Linked DNA regions of Mus musculus: all the other regions are linked to region 1. The links are chromatin contacts, called in public Hi-C maps. All regions are on one chromosome and are shown on one strand. The core of a region is the stretch at or near the end of the contact, and the rest is flanking DNA. Distances in the headings are between cores, read along the strand shown.

Region 1 (4,499 bases), core at 1,335-3,834:
GGGGGCACTGTGACATCAAGAACTTTCTCAGCCGCTGCTTGCAGCTGGGCTGATCGTTCAGAGAACAAACCTCAGAGGCTACAACCATTTTCTCCTCGGATGTCCCTAACTTGTATTCTTACAAAGAAATGGAGATGGAAACCTGCCACTCCCCACCCCCCCACCCCTCAACTTCCGTATCGTATATGCAGCGTTTAATTTCTGCACCAATCTTTGTAAATATCACCAGCATCTCCTTTCCCCTCACAACCCCCCCCCCCCATGTTTTCTCCTTTTCTCTTGATTTCTCTTTCCAGTTTCTTCTCCTTGCTCTGCCTCCTCTTATTGCCTCCTGCAGACACCGGGGGGGGGGGGGGGGCGCACACACCTCCCATCTACCTTGGCTGCGTATTTCTGCACCGCTCTGAGAGAGTCTTCCCGGGCTGCGCCTGGCCTTTGCATCCTCCAGATTGGAGCAAAGCGCTGGCTCTTGGCTCTGTACTTTCACAGATCTTTACAGTAATTATGTGGGAACTTCAAAGCAAGGCTATTTGTTTCTCTCTCTCTCTCTCTCTCTCTCTCTCTCTCTCTCTCTCTCTCTCTCTCTCGTTCTCTCTCCTCGCACTACTGAAAGTCCAAACAAAAAATTCTGTCTGCAGACATCGCAGAAAACTGTGTTGAACTTAGCAGCTAGTATTTCAAATAAACAATGCTTGAAACAAAACAAAACAACAAACAAAAACAACACCCCCACCAACCCCCAAACCTCTTCATACTTCTGAGAAAGATAGTGGGGGGAACTCAATGAAGAACCAGTTTCCACTCGAAATGTTCGGATCCTGTCTCAGCCTCTTATACCTTGTGGACTAGAGACCAGGAGTGGCCTTGGAGGAGGAGGCCAAGGAGAACTTTCATTCAAGTTTTCAGTAGCTGAACCTGTAGCGAGGTTCTGTACCTTGCTCCTAATCAGAAGGGGCTAGTTCCAGAAAAAATAAAAAAACAAAACAAAACAAAAACAAAACAACAACAACAAAAAACCCGTGTGCTCTGGGAAAGGCTACTTTTATGGCTTGTTTTATTTTAGCGAGAATTTTACGTATTAAACGTTGAAATAAAATTCCGTCTACGTCTGTGTTTTGTATCTGCCTCAACTCGGGGCGGACACCCAGCTTCAAGGGAGAAGTAAAACGCCCGTTCAATAAGATGATGGGCTGGACGCTACAATGACGAGATGTTTCCCAGGCTCCTGACTTTCTTATAAACGGGGTTTTAGCTCAAGAACTAGAGAGGAAGGAATCTGATGAAGAAGCTGAGAACACCCGACGAATGTGGACCAAATCCCCCATGGTGGACCAATGGAGAGCTCAGAGTGATGGGTGGGTCCTAGAGAAGCCCAGGGAAAGGGGCTTCTAGAATCCACAGGGTTCGTGTGACTCAGCCAGCCCTTCCTCAGGATGTGCTGTGCTGTGGCAGCTGCAGACTCGAAAGGGGTAGATGCCACGTGCTCCCTATGGCTACCCAAACCCACACTTGGTGGACACACTTGCTGACAGGCATAAGCCCCCCCCCCCTTCCCCAATTCTTCTCCATCACCCTGACTGCCTAAGGTATTTGGCCAAAGTGAATTCGAAAGAAGGCACCGACTGAGACAGGTGATTTTCTGTTTTCTCTCCTCAGAGGACAGGCAAAATATTTACAGAGGAAAATTCCCATGCTTTCCCTTTGATTTTTAATGAGGTTAAAAAAAAAATCCCAGCTAAAGGGACGTAAGCTCCTTTGACTAAGCAGATAGGAGAGGCATTTATTAACTCAGTCCCAAATCTGCCTTCCCAAGCCGAGAGTCTCTTTTAGAAAAAAGCTTCCTCCTTTTTTTTTTCTAAAAGCAATCCTCCCTCTTTATTTATTTATTTTGGTCTTTGTTGTGTTATAGTCTCCTTCTCCCTCCCACCCAGAATCATAAATTTTCCTGCAAACCCGGGCACACACTGGTCTGGGGGTCTGTGTTAAGAGTGTGTAAAAAGCGAGTTCGTTATGATTTATTGATTAATACAATGCCACAATCATTATCACGGTAGTAGGAACAAGTGTGACAGTAATAAAAGCCGTTGTAAGCTGAGATCATCCCTCCCAGATGTTTGATGGAGACTTTAAATAGCTTTAAAAGAAAAGGAATAAAAGATTTTTTAAAAAGAGCCTTTATTCCTAAATGCGTATTCCCATAATAGAATAATGGGATATTAACGTACTTAAAAGCACAAGTTCCCACGCCTGAAGCTATACTCTCTCGGAGTTAAACTCCGAAAAGACTTTGAAATACGGGAACTTAGAGCCATGTGGGCTGGTGAGGGAGGCGCTGCTTATAAAATGGCCAGCAGATGGCGCTCCAACCACTGGTTAGGCCACAGATTTTATTTATTTATTATTATTATTTTAAAATTCTGTTCTTGGTCTTTCAGACTAGGGTGTGGACAGGCACTTTGGGTCTGATTTTGAATATTGAACAATGCCATCAAAAGGCATGGAGGACGAAGGCAGGAGTCAGGTCAAGGGGCTGTTCTGGGTGGGTGTCAGGCTGGCCAGATTTTGAGAACTTCAGTGGGACAAGAAAGGATGCTTTGTTTAGCTGTGGGTGGATTCTGGCCAGACTCCATTGAGCAGAAAACAAGGCAATGGTGCCCTCGGGTTTTCCAACTCCTTTTAGGCATTCAGGAAAGGAAAAAAAATTAGATCTTTGGTTGGTGTTGTAAGGACAACACTGTCACTACTCTGTGGTTGGAAGACATTTGGCTTTCTTCTCACCCCGCCCCCAGATCTAGCTCAAGGGAAAAGACGTGGGTGGAGGGAGAGACGGGAGAGAAGGCTGTGTCTGTCCGTGAGTCTGCGTGTCTGTGTGTCGGGTGGGGAGGGCACTTGACAGATGAATGTGGTAGTGGAGTGAAGTGTGTGTGTGTGTGGGGGGGGGGGGGGGAGACACTGAATGAACGCAGAGTCTTGTGGTCGGAGTCAAAACCTGGGTTGCAGGCCCCACCTCTCAGTGTGAGAGGCCACACCATGCTCTGGATGCCAGGATCTGGGGACAAAGGATAGGTCTAGAATGGATGCGACGGCATCCGAGGTTGAACCCGTCTGCGTCTTAAAGGGTAAGGGTGGGTTTGGCTGAAGAGCTCATGGAGAGAAGAATGAGAAGAGGGAATTTTTCCTTTTCCTGGAGCCTTCAAGGTCTTCATAACACAGCTCCCAAGTGAACTGGAATCTGGCCAATCAGAGCCGAGGAGGCAAACAACCAGGAAGTGAATGGCTATCGGGAACATTAGCAGAAACCAGGAGAGCTCAGGGGTCATCTCGAACGAGAGCTGAGATGTGTGTGTGTGTGTGTGTGTGTGTGTGTGTGTGTGTGTGTGTTTAAACCGGATAGAAAACTCTGTTTTAGCGTTTCCACCATTCTTATCTAGTCTAATCTAAGACTTCATTCATAAAATGAATCCCTGTCAACCCAGAGCCATTGCTAGCAGGCCCATTAGGATTCTACTTCTAGACAAGGACACTGAGTGTCGGGGTGGCCCCCAGTCAAATAGCTTCAAACGAAGCTAAAGCCGTTAACGCTGGGGAGAGAGCAAGCTTCAAGTCAGGGTTCTTCTGTTGGTGTGTTCAATGCACAGTTCCATTTTTCACCCTGGCTGATGGGGAACTGGCCCTGTCTCGAAGGCTGTGTGGGAGACTCACTGGGATCCCTTGCCTCAGCCTCCCAAGTGCTGGGATTAGAGTGAGCTGCCATATCTACTGGAGATTAGCGTATTTCAGGGTGATCTATAAGCATGCCTTTGGAGGAAGAAATAAAATGAAATAAAGCACTCTCTTGACTATTGGAGAGAAATCTTCTACTGTTCTTAGGACAGTGTCCTAGGGAGGAGAGACTTGAGACTCTGAGAAATACAAGCACAAAGTCACTGTTGGAAGAGGTGTCACTTGCATGTAGGGGTCAGAAGCCACTAACTCTTGCTATGAATTGATTTAAAAAAAAACAACAACAAAACTTTAATCTAATCTAAAAAAAATTACATCGAATGGTCGAGTGAGTGTGGCGGAGGGGCTGCCAAGGTGTGCGTGTGGTGATCGGAGGACAATGTGGGGGAGCCAGTTCTCTCCTTCCTTCACATGGGTCCCAGGGTTGAACTCAAGTCTTCAGGTATCCACTGAGCCATCTGGTCAACCTTGTCTATAAACTTGCCATCACACGCCCCTACAGCACCCTGAGAGAGCGGAGGTGAGCTGCCAGTGAAGTGAATAAAGGGCCCCCGAGAGGCCCAGCCTGCCAAGCTCACAGGGAAGATTGCTTTCCAGCCACACAACTACAAAAAGATCTCTCTGCTGCTCTCTCCTTCCACCTCCGTACACACCACCTCTAAGTCCTCCGGTCCGGGCCTTTGGCAATGAAGACAACCTGAGAGGAAAAGCCATGTCAGAGCGCCTGTCTTTCTCTCTTCTTGCTTGCAGCTTTCTCTGTGGGGCTGCATTCCAAG
Region 2 (4,499 bases), core at 1,384-3,883, 370 kb after region 1:
GCAATGAATGGAACCTTCTCAAACCAGGAGCCAAGAAAAAAACCCTCCCTCCTTCAGTTAGGTTTTTTTGCCACAGGAAATAGAAAAGTCTCTCTTGTTAATATCTGCCACTACATGGGTGTTGAAAACCATCCACACAAGAACACCCTTTGGCCCACAAATTCTGCTTCTTGGATCGCGCTAAAGTATGTGGACTACGGTTTTGTTTGCAATGAACATAAATGAACAGCCCGCAGAGGGCTATGGGTCAGATTATCTACGTGTTACCTAGGAAATGAGACGCCATATAGCTGCGGTAATCTATCTGCAGACAAGGGTGGCTCATTATATATAATAAAAAAGCCTATGAAACAGAATCCACCGGATGTCCCTGCTGCGGGGAATGGGACACTGGGCTTGATTTATGACCCTGCTCTTAGAAAAGTTTGAAGCATGGTCAAACATTCACTCGTCCGTAGTTTATGTATATATGTGTATTGTATACAGGCATAATTTTACATCTTGCCTTTGTCTGTCTTGTAACAGAGTCTCTCTATCGAGCCCTGGCTGTCCTAGAACTCACTCTGTTAGACCAGGCAGTCTGGCCTCGAACTCACAAAGATTCCCCCTGCCTCTGCCTCCCGAGCGCTGGGATTGAAGGTGTGCAGCACCATACCCAGAGCCACACCTCTGTTTGACTGATATGAAATATTCAGAGGTGACTAATACTGACAATGTACTTGCTTTTGTGTGTGGAACTCATGCATTTTAATTAAAAAACAAAAACAGCTAGAAAGCACATATGGGGCAGATACTTCCTAGTGGGAGATTTACTCCCCCATGTTTGTGGACAGTATATATATTGCACAGATGTTAGTTATAATTATGGCTTACTTCTCTTCTGTTGTCATAGTTATGATGCTGTGTATAACATATATAATATAGGCCTGCTGAATCTCTGTTTTCTAGTTTTTATTTGCATGGGTAACATATACAGATTATATACATATATACATATATACATATATACATATATACATACATACATACATACATACATATATACATATATACATATATACATATATACATACATACATATATACATACATATATACATACATACATATATACATACATACATATATACATATATACATACATACATATATACATACATACATACATACATACATATATACATACATACATATATACATATATACATACATACATACATACATATATACATATATACATATATACATATATACATATATACATACATACATATATACATACATACATACATACATACATACATATATACATACATACATATATACATATATACATACATACATACATACATACATACATATATACATATATACATATATACATATATACATATATACATATATACATATATACATATATACATATATACATATATACATATATACATATATACATATATACATATATACATATATACATATATACATATATACATATATACATATATACATATATACATATATACATATATACATATATACATATATACATATATACATATATACATATATACATATATACATATATACATATATACATATATACATATATACATATATACATATATACATATATACATATATACATATATACATATATACATATATACATATATACATATATACATATATACATATATACATATATACATATATACATATATACATATATACATATATACATATATACATATATACATATATACATATGTTTCTTGTTTTTTTTCCCCCTTTTGGACACAGAGTCTCGCTACATAGCCCAGGCTAATCTTCCAATGCCTGATCCTCCTGCCTTAGCCTCCTGAGTGTTGAACTCACAGGCCTTTACTATCTTACCTGTCTTTTTTCTGGATTTACACAATGACCCACAAATTGGTTGGGCCAAATTAAAAGGTATTCCTCATAACACAGTGAAAAGACGCATAAGCATCTGGGTCACTGTGAAAATACAGGCGGGTCACCCGTGCACCCTCTGAGACAGCTAGCTGCGCATAGGAGATCGAAAAATCCACATGTCACACGAATCCACATTGACACATAACCACACCACTGGAGAGTGTGACACCCACCTGCATGTTAACCCAGCCATGTACATACCTAAGGCTCCTGAGCCACTCCACTTAAAGCCCCTGTGTCCTGATCCTAAGGACAGGGTCTCTCACCGCTATGGCACTTGGCTGGTGTGTTTCTTGGAGTGTCGGGACCTAGCCTGCCACCCGCCTCTGTGCAGAGACTGGATGTGGCAGGAACTTGGTAGTAATTTGCAGAGAAAAACCCAGCTCCCTGGGGAATATGCAGCCCCCGATTGGTCCGCTGGGCACCGCCCTGCCTTACGGTGGCAGAGTAGTCAGGGATTCGGTCCGCCAGCTATGAGGACTCTCTGGGACCAGGCTGGGCACCCTCCAGCTCGCACATGCCCTGAGGGCTAAGCTTAGGACAGCCTGTTTGTTCCTCTTCTGCCCTCCAAGTGGACTGGGAGACCGGGAGGGGGAGGGGGGCAGGACGGGGGACCAGCTCACTGGGACTTCCTATTTGCTAAAAGCTGCTGGTTCCCACAAATCCCAAAATAGAGTCCCTGGCAGAGATGTGGACTCTGAAACACAGAGACAGCTGCGAAGAAAAAGTGGGAGGGAGTGGGTAGGAGGGCCAGCAGCTTCTGCCTGGAGCTTCAGAGGGATTTCTGGGGCCTGCGGACACGGAGGGGAGTTCTCCATACTGTTATCCCCTTGTTTCCACCAGCACCCCGATTTAACCTCATCCGATAATGTTCTAGAGTGCTCCACAGAGAGGCTCGGTGTTTCTTCCCACTCACCGGAAGTTCTTCTCGGAGTTCAGTTGAAAGTCTACATGATGAAAAAAAAAAAAAAAAGAAAGTCTACATGAGGCAGCGATTTCCGTCCAAGGTCACACAGTCTCTTGATCGACTAGGACATAAATTCACCCTCGTTTTTAATCTAAGCAGATCCACAACCTTTTTAACGTATGATTTCTACCTAGCTTCCCTGGTTTGAGCGCTATGGTGAGCAGAGGGACCAACTAGATGCTGCCCACCCAGACTTGAAAGAGGCATCACCCACATGGCAGAGGGGAGCTCTGAAATGACAGGTTCCTAGAGAGGAGAGTTATTTTTCTTGGTGTCATGATTAAGACAAACAAACACACATGGCCAAGGACGAGCTAGTTGGCTCAGTAGATAAAGAGGCTTGTGATCAAGCCGGATGAACTAAGTTCAATTCCCAGGACCTACTTGATTACTTGATAAAAAGTGAGAACTGACTGTCCTATGTTGTCTTCTGACTTCTGTTCTTGAACCTTGGCCAGAGCACATACACGCACCATACACATAGACATATCACACACATATACCATATACACACACACACATACCACACACTCACATACACACACACAGATACACCTCATACCATAAATATACCACACATACAATACACAAATACATACACACACATAGACATACCAAACACACCACATACACATATGCACACCACACACATAGACACACCACACACCACACATACACCACATATATACCATACATACATACATACATACATACATACATACATACATACATACATACACCATATCGCGCCCCCCCCCACAGAGCACAAAAACATAATTTTTAAATCCTGGCTTAGATTTGTCACCCAGGGTGGACAGGTAGCACTTGGGTCTCAGTAGGACAGCAAGTTATAGGCAAAAAAAGGAGGTGTGAGGGAGACAGCTCCATCAGAAAACACTTGCATTACAAGCACTGCCACCCGAGTTCAGCCCACAGAGTTCATGTAAAAACAAAATCAGGCACAGTCACACAGGCTTGTAATCCCAGCATCAGGGAGGTGGAGACGGGTAGATTCCTGGCCAGCCAATCTCTACTTATTGGTGAGTTCCAGGTCAGTGGGAGACCCTAACCCCCACCTCCAATAAAATCAAGGTGGATGACTTCTGAGGAATGATATCTGAAGCTGCTCTCTTGTCTCTACATGGAGGAGACACAGGAGACATGTAAACACACACACACACACACACACACAAAGTAAACTAGAGATAGAGTCAGCCCTGATTGTGGCTGTCACCGTGAAGACTAGATGGCTCAGAAAACAAAATAAAACAAAGCAAGCAAGCAAACAAACAAACAAACAACAACGGACACAGGTAGTGGAGCCAGAGCAGTGCACGGAGTCCAAAGCTCAGAGTGAAGGTTTTCTCTGCAGCCAGCATCCCAACTCCACTCCCAACAGCCCCACCCATCCGTGTCAGGGGAGAAGGCACAGCTGGAGGATGGGATGCCTAAAGTTCCTAGTGAGGTTGAGCATCATCCACCCACTGCTCCCTCCACACTCTTCCCAGGGCATGGACCGTCATCCACAAGAGGAAGGGCTGTGAGGGATACACCAAGATGACACTCAGGAGAGAAAG
Region 3 (4,499 bases), core at 1,266-3,765, 350 kb after region 1:
CCAGCAAGTCCATCTGTCCTGGTTTGCAAATGACAGCCCTGCTCAGTCTACCTACAAAGCAGAGGTCTTAGGCTGAGGTCCCAAGTAGATTGAGTCGTGCGTGCACAGCCAGCTTTCCTGTGTCGTTGGACTCTATGCACTTTTAATACCATCTGTCAGCGTTTTAGTTATTGGGTTACTTCTTCAGATGTCAAAGAATCTGACCCCAGGACCAGCTTGAGAATTCCAGGGGACAGTGGCCAGTGTCTCCCACGAGGTCTGCTGTGCACGGCAGGTGCAGAAAATATCAGTAACCAAGCAAATGAATAAGATGATGGTTTGTGAGCCTTAACGAGTCCCCCACGAACCTCATGGTCTCACCTCCTACGGGACCTTCCACCCCTGGAGGGAAAACCCACCTCATAAACCACATGACATCCCCATCATTGGAGGCTCTCAGGACAAATGTGAACCTCAGATCCTCGCTTCTGAGACAGGGATATATTCTATGTGTCCCGCCCCGCCCCATACTAGAATACCCACAAACCAGGATGACTCTCACCTTTGGGACATGGGCATCCCATTGTGGAAGGACCTTGACTACTGAAGAGACCTTCTTTAGAACGTCTCTGAATCTGTCTGTCTCCATCTGCCTACCATTTAGTTTGGTTTTAGCAAAGTTTAATTAAGAGTGCAAACTCCCGCATTTGATACTGGAGACCCAGGTGCTACACTCACTGGCCTTGTGGCTTTCGGAACAAGGGACCATAGATCCTTGGAAAGGGACCACAGCCCTCTGAAGCTCAATGTCATTTGTCTATAAAATAGAGGTGACATTATCATCAGGCCTTCAGCCCAGACCTTTTCCTGGTCTATCTAGCCTCCTTCTAGGTGAAATTGAAATTGAGTAGGCCTGGAATCAGTTTTAAACTGGAAGCAAGAGGTTCCCCTAAAAACCATCAATGCCCAAAGATTAAGGAGTGTCTCAACTCACGGCATGGTTTCTGTTCTGCAGAATGCTTCCCTTTCCTCCCTCATCAAATCAGATAGAATCTGTGGGTTTAGCTTTTTAATTCCAGGACTAATTAACCCTCTGGAATATTAGCATTGTTTTAGAGATCTTTTTAATGTCCTTATAATTTAATGAGCAGTGCAGACTCCATTAGCCAAATTACACCAGGCTGTTAAGACCAGCTTAGGGGGACGCTAATGAAAGTTTTTCTTGACATCCCTCTCCCTGATCACTCGTGTTTACGTGACAATTCACGTGTCCACTCTAAATGCTTGTGCCTTACCGTCATTTACCTGAGTCTGTGTCTGGCTTTGTACCCAGGAACCCAGAAATATTGCAGAAATTCAAACGTGATTTTAGTTAATATTTAACAGGAGAACCCCAGTCCAGCTCTGCAAATCCACCCCACTATACACAGCACGAGCACTGTTGGTTGATAGGGATGGGAATTGAAGTATTAATCAGTCGCTTCTGTTTTCCAATAAGAAGATCTTAATTCATCACCTGGAATCCAGGCACGTCTGTACTTAATCATGTATTGATGGGAGCTGGTCCTACTAAGTGGCCTCATTCGTGACTGAGAGAACTTTGGCAGGAACACCAAATACATTTCCTCCCAACACCTCCAGGGAAAGCCCCGAGAGTCTTGAGTAATCACCCACAGTGTAAAAGAAAATATAGATCTTGGGTTCTCTAATTATGTACAAAAGGGCAGCTTGAGATCTTGGGTCAGCTTGGTTTACATCGTCAAACACCCCAAGTCCTGGTCCCAAGTGTGCACACATTACCTTCATCTCTTTCTCCCCCTCTGTCTGGGTGTTTCTGAGATGCTCACCTCCAGAGTTCAAGTCTCTTCAGTGTGTTCCGGAAGTGTGTGAGTTATGGCTAATGTCTGACTCAGCTCCGCTCGGCTTTTCCCTGAAGCAAGGCTCCTTGGCTGACTCCAGGACCCACAGATTCCAGAAGGGGTGCTCTGATGGTTCAACTGGCAAGTATTTCCCACAGGCTCCTGTGTTTAAACACCGCCCCCACCTCCTCCACGCCCCCAGCTTAGTGGTATTCTCTGAGGATATAGTGGGAACCTTTTAGACACAGAGTATTGGGTGGAATTCATCCAGCCATGGGAGCAGGCAGGTCACAGGCCAGCTTTACATCCTGCTGACTGCCCTCATGCAAACTCTCCCACTGTCAGAGCCAAGAAGGGCACTGCTGGACTTGCCATGCCTTCCTGGCTGTCAGGAGCAACCACACCCTGTAAACTGTGGACCACCATTGATCCCTCCCCACTTGGATTGTCCCTGATAGGCATTTGGTCACAGTGACAGAGAAAGAGGGTCCATCTAAAAACCCAAATGCCTTCACAGGGCCCTTGGCATTTCAAGGCCATGATTCTGAAAGCCCAGACGATGCTAACACTGACAGAAACTTGTTCATTTCTTCTGTGGACTTGCTCTGCCCAGGCACCTGAGGAGACAACCCATGTCTCATCTCTGTCTCACCCCATGTGATTCCCAGCCACCTATAAACTCAGCCCTGTGCTCAGAGCACATCCGTGGTTCTATACAGACACCACGGGGTGGTGAGCAGGAGGGTTGCCCATGAAGGTGAAGGAAGTACGCTCTTGTGGGTGTGCCTTTGGGGTCTGTAATGGCTAATCTTGGTTGCCAACTCGTCTTACACGCGTTCTCGCGACCGGCCAGGAAGAACGCAACAAACCGGAATCTTCTGCGGCAAAACTTTATTGCTTACATCTTCAGGAGCAAGAGTGCAAGCCCCAAGCCCAAAACGAAAGCGAAACCCCGTCCCTCTTTAAGGAGAATTATTCTCCGCCTAGGATGTATTACTCCCTGATTGGCTGCAGCCCATCGGCCGAGTTGTCGTCACGGGGAAGGCAGAGCACATGGGGTGGAAAACTACCCTTGGCACATGCGCAGATTATTTGTTTACCACTTAGAACACAGGATGTCAGCGCCATCTTGCAACGGCGAATGTGAGGGCGGCTTCCCACAAACTCGACACACTTGAGAAGAGGAAACCTCACCAAGAAACTGCCTCCATCAGATTGGCCTGAGGTCATGGCTATGGGAGCATGGTTTTAATTGCTGATAGATGAAAAATATGGGCAAGCCAGGGAACAAGACAGTAAATAGCATTTTCTCATGGTCTCTGCTTCATTGTCTTTACCTTGAGTTCCTACCTCGGCTTCCCTCAGCGATGGACTGTGTGACTCGTAAGCTAAATAATCCCTTTTCTCCCCCGAGTTGGTTTTGGTCAGTGTCTTATCACAGCAATAAAATCATACTAGAATAGAAACTTTATCTTACTCCCAGTCTCTCTCTCCCTTCTCCCTTCCTCCCTCTCTCCCTCCCTCTGTCTTCTTCTTCGCGTGCGCGTGCACACACACACACACACACACACACACACACGGGTTTCTGGTGTTGTTTTATAGGTGATAAGGTGATCTTTACTTTGTTTTTAGAGACAGGGTCTCTCTCACTAACCCTGAACTTGCCTAGTAGGCTATTCTGGTTGTCCAGAGTGCCTCAGATATCAATGTGTCTTTCCCTCTCCAGTACTGAGATTACAAACTACATGTACACCAGACCACAGGCAGCTCTTTGGGGTGTGAATTCTGGGAATTGAGCTTGTGAGCACTTTGCAGACCCAGCCATCTCTCCAGCCCTCTTCCTTACTCTTTAATACTATCTACTACTAAAAAACCAAACCAAACAAACAAACAAACAAACAAAAAACCCTAACAACACATTGTCAGCTGGAGACTCCTGGAAGATGCCAGGACATGGAATAAATACATGAACCTAGAGAGCAGTGATTCTTAGACAGAGGAAGAATATTTTTAAAAAATACAAATAAAAAATGAGATAAAGCATATGAAAATAATAGCAGGTCTGGAGAGATGGCTCAGTGGTTAAGAGCACAGGGCCTGGGTTCAATTTCCAGCAACAGCATGGCGGCTCACAACTGTCTGTGACTCCAGGATCTGACACCCTCACACATACATGCAGGCAAAGCACTAATGTGCATACAATTTTAATAAATAAATTATTTTAAAAATCAGGGCTTGGTGGACTTGGCCTTGGGGCTAAGAAGGAAGGAGGGGTGAGACCGTGGTTGTGGCTATAAGAAGTAAATGGAACGAAGTCATGTCCCCTACAGCAGAGATGACTAACTCCCTCTAGGCGTAGGGAGCTACAGAAAGCTGTCTTCACTGGAGATAATAAGCAGTGTTGTGTTTTTGTGGTCCCCAGGACATGTGTAGAATTGTGGCTGACAACTTACCAGGACCACTGGGGTTCTCTCCTGGTGTCTGAGCCACAGAACCACACTGCTCACAAGAAAAGAAGCATTGAGAATGTCTTCTATCAATTATTCTCAGCCTACCAACCCTGCTCTAAAGAGAAACACTTTGGGCACCATGCCGGCTGGCTCTTCTTTTTCAGAAAGACTAGAGGTGATGGGGTGTGGGGAGAGGAAGCTGCTCACATGG
Region 4 (4,499 bases), core at 1,412-3,911, 300 kb after region 1:
CAGACAGATAGGTGGTAGATAGGTAGATAGATAGATGATAGATAGATAGATGGATGGATAGATAGATAGATAGATAGATAGAGATAGTAGATATATAGATTATATATGATATATAATCTACATATATAATCTACCTATCACCTACTGTGTATATATATATACACACACACATATATATAATCTACATATATATAATCTACCTACCACCTACTGTATATATACATACACACGCACACATAGAGAGAGAGATTATAGATAGATTGACTGATATATTGATAGATTATAGATAGAAGATAGATGATAGATAGATAGATAGATAGATAGATAGATAGATAGATAGATAGATAGACAGACAGATAGAATCTGCCTGGTAGGGAAAGGAGAGACTGGTGGATGATGAACTAGAATGGGAAAGAGTTCTGCTGTCCTCCGAGTTTGCCTCATGTGCTCTAGCCCCCATGTGCTTTACATAAAAGGTGAAGACATAGAAAAGGATCTCTATTGTTTTTCTGAAGTTCTGTGCAAAGAGCCACAGACTACTTGCATCTAAGGGGGCTCTGTGACTCTGATGACGACTCCTTGAAGCTTACCTCTTTTTCTTATGGAACTGCCAGCCTACTTTGCTATTTAGAAAAAAAGCAGCACTGGATTGCACAGGTGGCTCCTGGTTAGGAGCCAGGGATGCTCTTCCAGGGGACCTGGGTTCAGTTCTCAGCACTCACATGCAGCTCACAACCTTCAGCAACTCCAGTTCTAGAGGGATCTGACACCCTCTTCTGGACTCCACAGACACTGCCTGCACTCATGTGGTGCACAGACAAATGTGGAAGCAAACACCAAATACACACACACACACACACACACACACACACACACACACACACACACATATTTGAAAATAAAGAATACAACAGCAGTATGCTGGGTGTGGTCATACATGCACAGCTGTGTATGTGGTAAGTCAAGTCTCTCATAGAAGAAATCAGGTGAGGTTTGTCCTTCACATCTGACTTATTTCAATTAGCACGATGTCTTCTGGGTCAGCTGTGTTGTCACAGGTGGCATAGGTTCTGTTTTCTTGCCTGTAGGACTCATCTTCCTGACCTACTCCTCTGCTGATGGACATATCTGCTATGTTTATACTTCAGTCACCGTGGAAAGTACGTCATGATTGTGAGGAGAGTTACAGACATCCCCTGGGGTCTTGACTTCAGTTACTTAGTATGATCCAAACTCAGAAGTGGACTTCTGGTAGACCTAGTTTCCAAAATGGTGTCACCCAAGAGAGTTTGAAGGTCTCACTGTTTTCCCTCTCACTAATAGTTGTCAGTCATTTGGGGACAGCTATTCTGAGTGTCTGGATGATGTGTCACTGCATATTTGATTTGAGTTTCCCTAGGATTCATTATTGGTGTTGAGTATCTCTTTAGAGGCCTGTTGGCTATTGTATGATTTTTTAGGAAAATTGTGCATTAAAATTACCTATTTGTCTGTCTATCTTCTATCTATTTATGTATCTACTTATTTGTCTGTCTATCTGTCTGTCTGTCTGTCTGTTTATCTATCTATCTATCTATCTATCTATCTATCTATCTATCTACTTTTGAGACAAGATCTCATGTAATCCAAGCTGGCTTCTGACTCATTTGTAGCCAAAGCTGGCACTGAACTCCTAATCCTCCTGTCTCAGTCTACCAAGTGCTGGGACTGTAGGTAGGTACCACTGTGCCCAGCTTATTTATATATTTTTAGTTGCTGCATAATAACCAGATGTGCTCATGAAGTACAATGTAAAACGAAGTAAATCTATAAGCTTTGGATACTGATCATGTATCAATTAGCATGGTGTCTCCCTGGAAACTGACTATGTTTCATGCTGGGAGTCTTCTGATACTTTCTCCTGTTCTTTATAAAATACCTAATAAATCCCTGTGACCTCCCCCACTCTTCACTGCGTGGCAGCTCAAACCCACTCCCACAGAGAGGGTACTCTGTGTGTGTTGATATCCACCATCCTATCTCCCTGTGTCCTTCCTTCCTTCTCTTTGGCAATCTCCATTCTTCTTTTACTTTCCACACATGGCTGAGAATTGGGATGTTTATCCTTCCCCATCACAGTGCCCTCCAGCATCATCCACGAGGCCACCAAATAACAGAACTGCATTCTCTCCTCACCTTGGACCGTGTATAAAATCGGGGTCCTTCCCTCTTTTGTTAATATGCCTGGGTCGCTGAGTTGCTGTGTGGAGAACTGTTGACAGCCTCCCTCTGGCTCCATACAGCATAGACTAGTCGGTCCCTGGGACACAGAGTCAGTAAACTTTCGGAGAAATACACTGTGGTGCAACCTGACTTCCCCTGACCCAACCATCTCTCAACATCACAAGTTCACCCTCCCAGGGGGATCTTTGTTGAAGTCATGGCTTTCCTGGATTATATCTATCTTCCAGTTATCTACCTTCTACCCATCCCCCACAATCCATCTAGTCCTCGACACCTTCCCAGACAGTCCCAGTCACGCAGTTTCTTCCTGTCATGCGCTCATTTCACAGGTATTTCTTGGGTATTTATTATGTACCAACCAGATCCAGTAACAGTGAGTGAGCGTCCGTGGTAAGGCAGATAAAGAATCTGCCATTTCCTGGCTTCTGAGCCCCGGTGCTTCTATTTTTCTCGATGTGTTTATACACTCCATAACAGTTTACAGTTTTATGAGGTTTTGGCAGACTGGAGTGGATGCCTTTGTTCTTGAAGAATCTTTCTTCTGTTTTCTTTGTCCTCTCTCCCCCCTTCTCTACAACTTGTTGCCTCTGGCTGTCAAATAAGCACACTCCTAGGAAGGACACCCAGTCCTCCCTAATGAGTGCTCTCAATGCTCCCTCCCTAATGAGGGGCTGACTCCTCCACCACAGGGCATCCTCACCAGGGAATGCAGTGCAGGTTCTGCTCTGGGCTGACTCTCACCATCCTCGTGGCTTCTCAGAGTCAGCCTCTTGTTTTTCTTAAGCAATGCTGACCCGTAGGGAGGAAGTTTGTCTTGGGATCATCACCCACCCACCCACCATGTGGAGGCTGTGTGTGCCCGTGCATGCAACATCCAAGTGCAAGATTTACTACGTAAAGCAGACTCCCCTAGAAAAGGTGCTACAGGTTTAGCTGAGTCTTGCCTGGTTTTGATACCCCTTTCCAGCTGAAAGTAGACCTGGATGTCTGAGTCTAACACAAAGCAGGAAGCAGTGCAGAGCCCTAGCAAGAAGCAGACAACCCCTCGTCCTTCCACATAGCACTGTTCTTGAGGCATAAGGCATCCCATGCTTCCACAGAGCCAGAGTGTCTGTATCAGGGTGACAGACAAATGAGGTCAATCATGAGTGCCCACATGTCTGAGTCAGAGAAGATCCTGGACTATGGGAAGTCGGATGCTGCGTTGAGTTTCATGGACTGACAGAGTCGAGTGCCTTCCTCCCTCCTTCTATGGGGGCTCAGAATTTATCTCCATTGACACCGGGGTTGGTAGATGAAGAGCTCACAGTCATGTGATGCTCAAGGCCAGTAGTCTGGTAACATCAGGGCACAAAGGGAACCTGGGCTCAGACCCTCATATTGTTCTCATCTGGGCCAAAGATTCTTCCAAAACCAAGTGAAATTGCTTTAGGCAAGCGTCCCTCTGCCGTATGTCAGTCTTGACTGCTGAGCTCAGTCCAAGAGAGATTTGTCAATCCTGGACATTGTGTAAAAACCCTCCTCAGATGGATCCCACAAGTTGATATTCTTCTTTCTGGAGACATCTGAGAAGCAGGCCACAGCCTTCATCAGCCGGAGGCAGAGAAGTGAGTCACGGCTGAGGGAGGATTGTCTAGGGTCTGTGGAGAAATGGCACTGTGGGTCCTGCCCAGTTTCCAAGTCCCCTGGGATTGAGGTGGAGCTGGCTAATGATCTATAATTGTCACCTGGGTCACTTTGAGGTTGTTCCCATTTGTGCCTTCTATGCAATTAGCTCTATATCCTCCTGGAAGATTTTTGGGGTGAGTGCTTTGACACCCCTACTTTTAATTGAGTCTATATTACTATTTGGAAAAAATCTTAATTACATTCATTTATTCATTCACATGTGGAGGTCAGGGAACCACTTGGAGGAGTTGTTCCACTGCTTTGGCCATGGAAGACCCTGGAGCCCAATCAGATCATCAGACTTGGTGGCAAGCACCTTTACCCACTGAGCCAACTTGCCAGCCCGCTCTTTGTAAACTTTAATCCTAATGGTTGTCATGTATAGGCAACTTATAGAAGTTGGCTGGACACACTTATTTAGGGTGATAGTGGCAGGCACAATGCCCTACAGGATACATGCAGTATATATACACATACACATACATATACGTGTGCATGTAAGATGCAGGTCCCGAATCATTGGTTGCATAAATGACAAAGGAGAGTCTCAAAGTCTATTTGGATTGGGTAGATGGGGTTCCCTGAGTGGGAACAAATCTTGAGACCAC
Region 5 (4,499 bases), core at 514-3,013, 260 kb after region 1:
ATGCACACACACAGACATGCATGCACACACAGAGACATGCATGCACACACAAGTACATGAAGCCATACACACATGCACTGACATACACAACTCATGCATGAAGGCATGCATGCACACACACATACATACATTCATGCACAGATCCATGTATGTGCACACACATGTGCACACAGACACAGGGACACATACATATGCTGACTGTGCACACGTGCACACGCGCGCGCGCGCACGCGCGCACGCACACACACACACACACACACACACACACACACACACACTAAACTGGGGGTATAGCTCAGTTGGTAGAGTGCTTGCTGAGTATGCAAGTGCCCTGGGTTTGATTCCCCAGAGCCACATTAACTGAGGAGTAGTATTGCCTGTCTGTCATCCCAGCACTTAGGAGGTAGAGGAAGGATGGTCCGCAGTTTAAGGTCATCCTTGGCTACCAAGAGAGCTGGAAGTCAGCCTGGGCTACATAAGACTCTATCTCAAACCCTTATCCACACATGGAACGTTCCAACCACAATGCAGATCAACACAAATCCAACTCTGTAAAAATGAAAGTAATGGAGTGTTCATGGAAAATCGCAGGCTGCTTCTAGGCTGCGCACTCTGTGGTTGTGGGGCAAGAACCCAGCGAAATGTTGGATGCAAAGAGCTATGCATAACTTAAGTCACAAGCAAAACCAAGCAGAAGGCAGCTAGGTGGTGTAGGGCAAGCTCCTGGCTACACTGGGTGATGAAGCAGTCTCAGGGGATGCCAATAGAAGCTTCTAGACACAGCAGTGCTCTCTCGATCTGTGTGCAGGCTGTACTGGTCTGTCCAGTTTAGGAAAATTCATTAAGTCGAGCGCCTATGATTTGTGTACTTTTCCATATGCGTATCGCACACCAGTAAATGTTAAAAAGAAAAAGAGTGGAGGCATTAACATTTTTTTATATGACAGGAGGAGAAAGCCCTTTATCTTCCTAGAAAATCCACCATAAACCGGTCGTTCCATTTGGGAAGGCTTTAACAGGAGTAAACAATCATTTATTTAATGAAGGGAGGAGCCCATAGCTTTCATCAGATTTTCAAAGGGAGCCTTCACCCCCAGAGCGATTAAGAACAAATGCGAAGACTGGAGGGGGTGGTGGTGGTGGAGGGACCGAAGAAAGAGATTCAGAGAGAAATATGCTTTCTGCTATCAAGGTATCCGCCAGGAAACGTCAAGGGAAGGCTGCAGGAAGCATGGGGGTCATGGTCAGTTCGAAGCACAGCCCTACTTCAAGTTCTTGGCCATTGGTGTCTCTCTCCTGCCCGCAGGGTTGGGGCTCACCTCTGTCTGCACACGTGCAGTTCACAGCAGCCCAGACGCTAAAAGGTGATTTAGAGGGAGGCTCAGGCTGGGGGCGGGGTGCTGGGGGGGGGAGAGGTCTCCCCCGGACTCTCTTGTAATTTAGGGACGATTCTTGAATCCCCCCGGGGTCTTGGCTCCTGGCAGAAAATAAATGTGGGTCACTCCTGGGATAGGTACTCCTCGGCATGTGTGTCCCTGTGAAGAGAGATGGATGGCCGGGGCAAGAGGCTTTCCTCCATAAATCACGCAGCATTTGAAATAGACCTCTTTCCTTATGAGATGCGAAAGGGAGACAGGAAGTCAGGGTAGACACAGGTGCGGGCCATTTGCAAAGGCAGAGGGATGAGTTAGGGGGCAGAGGCAAGAACTGGGACACCAGAGGTAACAGCATCCTTCAGGCATGCCTCTAGTCGGCATAGCATTGCGAGGACCCATGATGGACCAGCCTCCATTTCCGGACTCCTTAGCTCCCATCTTGCACTGCGTTGCTAGGTTTCTTTCTTTCTTTTTTTTTTTCTTGGTCCGCCCACTTTTCTGTCTTTTGTTTCCCCTCTCTCAGTGGCCCCTAGGGAAAAGAGTTTATAGATGCAGGTTCAGGTTCAAACCCCTGGCTCTGCTGCAAGCTGGCTGTGTGAACTTTAAGTGACTTCAGCTCTCTGATTCCTTGCATGTCCCGTCTATAAAACGTCCACCTCGCAGTGTTCTCATGGAGGATTAAATGAGATTAAAGGAGACCAGAGGCCTTCTGCGTGGTACTTAACTGATTTTCAATTCTCGGTTATAACTGTTCCTTATGCCTTCCTCCGCATCAAGGGGCCTTTGACAGGCCGGACGGCTTTCTCCCGGGAGACGTTTGGCAACGTCCTCAGACATTTCTGGATGTCACACTGGAGACAGGAAGGTGGTGTTGGCATCTGACGGAGACAAGCCAGAAATGCTTGCCGACCGTCCTAGAAGGCACAGGGAACCTTCCCATGGCAAGGAGGCACTCAGCCCAGCCCAGATGCTGATAGAGGCTGAGAAAGCTTGCTTTAGGCTGTGCATAGTGTGATAACCTTCTCTGTGGTTCCCAATCGCCGTCCTCTCTCCTCTTGCCGTTGTATAGCTCGGGGAGGGGGGGGTGGGGCGGCGGCAAGAATGAGATGGAAGATTTGTTTGTGATCAGGCTGGGTTCAGGGTTGGGGCTGCAGCATTTACCAGCTGTGTGTTCTGGGATCAGTTAAGCAACCTCTCTGAGTTGTAGATTGATCGTGGGTTTTTTTTGGGGGGGTCTGGGGGGGCGGAGGAGAGGGTTAGCTAGAATGGGATATAGGAATGACAGCTCCTAACACTTCTCAGAAACATATCTGTGACCTTCCCCACCAGCAACCTGAGGAGGACCTTGAACCTTTGTGAAGATGGTGCCCCTTCTGATGGGTTTCTTTGTTCTCAGAAGAATCTCTCTTTAGTTTCTGCCTTTTTTTTCTGACTTCCCCTGAGGTGGGAATGGGGTCGGGGGTGGGGTGGAGTGGGGGAAGCCAAGTGTGTCTGCTGCGGGTTAAACTCACACAGTTTCAAAGCCAGCCCTGGAGCTCTCTGAGGCATGGCCTGCTCATCAGGGAGGGTTTGATGGTCTGGTTTCTTTCTCTTTCACTCCTTGGATCTGGTTATTAAAGTTTGGTTCCTGTAGGAGAGGAGAGCTTTGAAAACATCAGAATCGATGCTCCCTGCCAACCTTCTTCTTATCATGTCCCCCTCACCTCCTGCCTTTCCTCCCTTGGGGTGGATCAGAGACTCCTGGGGGTGGGCTAAGCGGTGCTGCACCATTCCCAGTTCACGCCATTGACAAACAGCTGAGAGCCACGTGCACTTCCTGGCTCTGTGCATATGAAAGCCACTTGCCTGTGCAGGGCAGAGGGCACCCCTATCCTCAGCAGGAGTTTTTCAGCCTTGTTGCCCCTCTGTGAGACTTCTTTCTGTTGCCTGGGGCTCTATCCCAAACATTTACATCAAAGGAGGGGCTGGGAGACATGGCTCAGCTGGTAGAGTGACTGCCCAACGTGCACCGAAGGGCCTGTGTTGGATCCCCAGCGTCCTATAAAATAGGAGCAGTGCGCACACCTGTAACCACAGCTCTGGGGAGGTGGAAACAAGTCCAAGGTCATTCTAGGCTATGAAATGAGTTAAAGGATATCCTGGGGTATTTGAGACCCTGTCTCAAAAAATTTTTTTAATCAAAAACAGACAGACAGACAGACAGACAGACAGACAGACAGAAAGAAAGAAAGAAAGAAAGAAAGAAAGAAAGAAAGAAAGAAAGGGAGTGTCATCAACTCCAAAGACAGATCAAACACCGGGCGTGTGGCCAAGAATTTCCCACGCCTGGTTCCTGTCATTCAATCTTCTTACCTCATACCAACCCAAGGACGAGACTAAGCTTGCTTCCTTGGGCCCATATGAGAGATGAGAAAACCAAGGCTCACAGAGGTGAAATGACCTACGGAAGGTGTGAATCCACCATGTGAAAGAGATAGGGCAGAGGGACCCCCTATCCTCAGCAGGAACCCACGGTTCTTAGATGCTGGAGCTGTGCTGGTGGTGTCCTGGATTTAGCTCTAGAACTCCCAAAGGCCAGCGAGCTGATGAGAAGGCTCAGCAGATAAAGTAACTTGACAACAGGATTTAGTCTGAATTCCAGTTCAACCGCAGGGAGCCCACACAGTGGTGGAAGGAGAGAGTTGGGTTGTTCTCTGGCCAAACAAACAAACAAACAAGTACATGTTTTAAAATGATATAAAAAGTCAGGGTGTTGTATATCTGTGATCCCCTGGTTCTGGAGAGGCTATGGCATAAGGACCGTGTTTTTGAGGGTAGTCTGGGCTACACAGTGAGACATTGGCACAAACACAAAACAAAACAACTCGTTCCCTGCCTCACACTGCTCTTCTTCCCATCTCTTCCCCTCTCTTTTCTTCCCACCTTCCTCTCTTTCCTTCCTACCCCTTCTCCACCTTTTCCTCTCTCATTTGATTTATTTTTTTCTTGACCTGCTGGAAGGGAGGAGGGTGGACTAGTGATTTTTGGTTGAGTGAGAAGAGAGAGTAACCGAGGTGGAATTATGGCTCAGTATAAAGAGAGCCATTCTTTGGCACTGAGATGCCTAACGGGAGACCCAGCTCT

What was found. A called contact is a pair of places that touch in the nucleus more often than the background predicts.
Region 2: a contact with region 1 is called in a Hi-C map of uterus, with 6 times the contacts expected there. The contact joins two enhancer-like sites. A contact is called at or near these places in 1 of 15 datasets of contacts at CTCF or cohesin (the NIH/3T3 cell line), 6 of 484 Hi-C or Micro-C datasets (the N1E-115 cell line, cerebral cortex, myocytes and 1 more), 1 of 115 datasets of contacts at active chromatin or transcription factors (craniofacial prominence) and 1 of 9 other capture datasets (embryonic stem cells).
Region 3: a Hi-C map of the N1E-115 cell line shows a contact between it and region 1, with 20 times the contacts expected there. The contact joins two enhancer-like sites. A contact is called at or near these places in 1 of 39 promoter capture datasets (embryonic stem cells), 5 of 15 datasets of contacts at CTCF or cohesin (the NIH/3T3 cell line, embryonic stem cells, pro-B cells and 1 more), 53 of 484 Hi-C or Micro-C datasets (the AtT-20 cell line, the N1E-115 cell line, adipose-derived mesenchymal stem cells and 16 more) and 4 of 115 datasets of contacts at active chromatin or transcription factors (embryonic limb bud and embryonic stem cells).
Region 4: a Hi-C map of uterus shows a contact between it and region 1, with 4 times the contacts expected there. The contact joins two enhancer-like sites. A contact is called at or near these places in 4 of 484 Hi-C or Micro-C datasets (all in uterus) and 1 of 9 other capture datasets (embryonic stem cells).
Region 5: a contact with region 1 is called in a Hi-C map of uterus, with 7 times the contacts expected there. The contact joins two enhancer-like sites. A contact is called at or near these places in 1 of 15 datasets of contacts at CTCF or cohesin (stem cell-derived epiblast-like cells), 10 of 484 Hi-C or Micro-C datasets (the N1E-115 cell line, embryonic fibroblasts, embryonic stem cells and 3 more) and 1 of 9 other capture datasets (embryonic stem cells).

The regions. Positions count from the first base shown.
Region 1 is chr5:118,877,562-118,882,060 of GRCm38.p6, forward strand. No RefSeq gene overlaps it. Among named protein-coding and RNA genes, the nearest start is that of Gm42015, 37 kb to the left of the region's middle. Within about 2 kb of position 2,585, at least 33 of the 459 cell types and tissues checked have an H3K27ac peak or open chromatin away from gene starts, as enhancers often do. A contact at or near this core is called in the N1E-115 cell line and uterus, where this site is marked.
Region 2 is chr5:119,244,483-119,248,981 of GRCm38.p6, forward strand. No RefSeq gene overlaps it. Among named protein-coding and RNA genes, the nearest start is that of Gm7538, 47 kb to the left of the region's middle. Within about 2 kb of position 2,634, at least 26 of the 459 cell types and tissues checked have an H3K27ac peak or open chromatin away from gene starts, as enhancers often do. A contact at or near this core is called in uterus, where this site is marked.
Region 3 is chr5:119,226,941-119,231,439 of GRCm38.p6, forward strand. No RefSeq gene overlaps it. Among named protein-coding and RNA genes, the nearest start is that of Gm7538, 29 kb to the left of the region's middle. Within about 2 kb of position 2,516, at least 18 of the 459 cell types and tissues checked have an H3K27ac peak or open chromatin away from gene starts, as enhancers often do. A contact at or near this core is called in the N1E-115 cell line, where this site is marked.
Region 4 is chr5:119,180,935-119,185,433 of GRCm38.p6, forward strand. No RefSeq gene overlaps it. Among named protein-coding and RNA genes, the nearest start is that of Gm7538, 17 kb to the right of the region's middle. Within about 2 kb of position 2,662, at least 8 of the 459 cell types and tissues checked have an H3K27ac peak or open chromatin away from gene starts, as enhancers often do. A contact at or near this core is called in uterus, where this site is marked.
Region 5 is chr5:119,136,323-119,140,821 of GRCm38.p6, forward strand. No RefSeq gene overlaps it. Among named protein-coding and RNA genes, the nearest start is that of Gm31129, 4.9 kb to the left of the region's middle. Within about 2 kb of position 1,764, at least 14 of the 459 cell types and tissues checked have an H3K27ac peak or open chromatin away from gene starts, as enhancers often do. A contact at or near this core is called in the N1E-115 cell line and uterus, where this site is marked.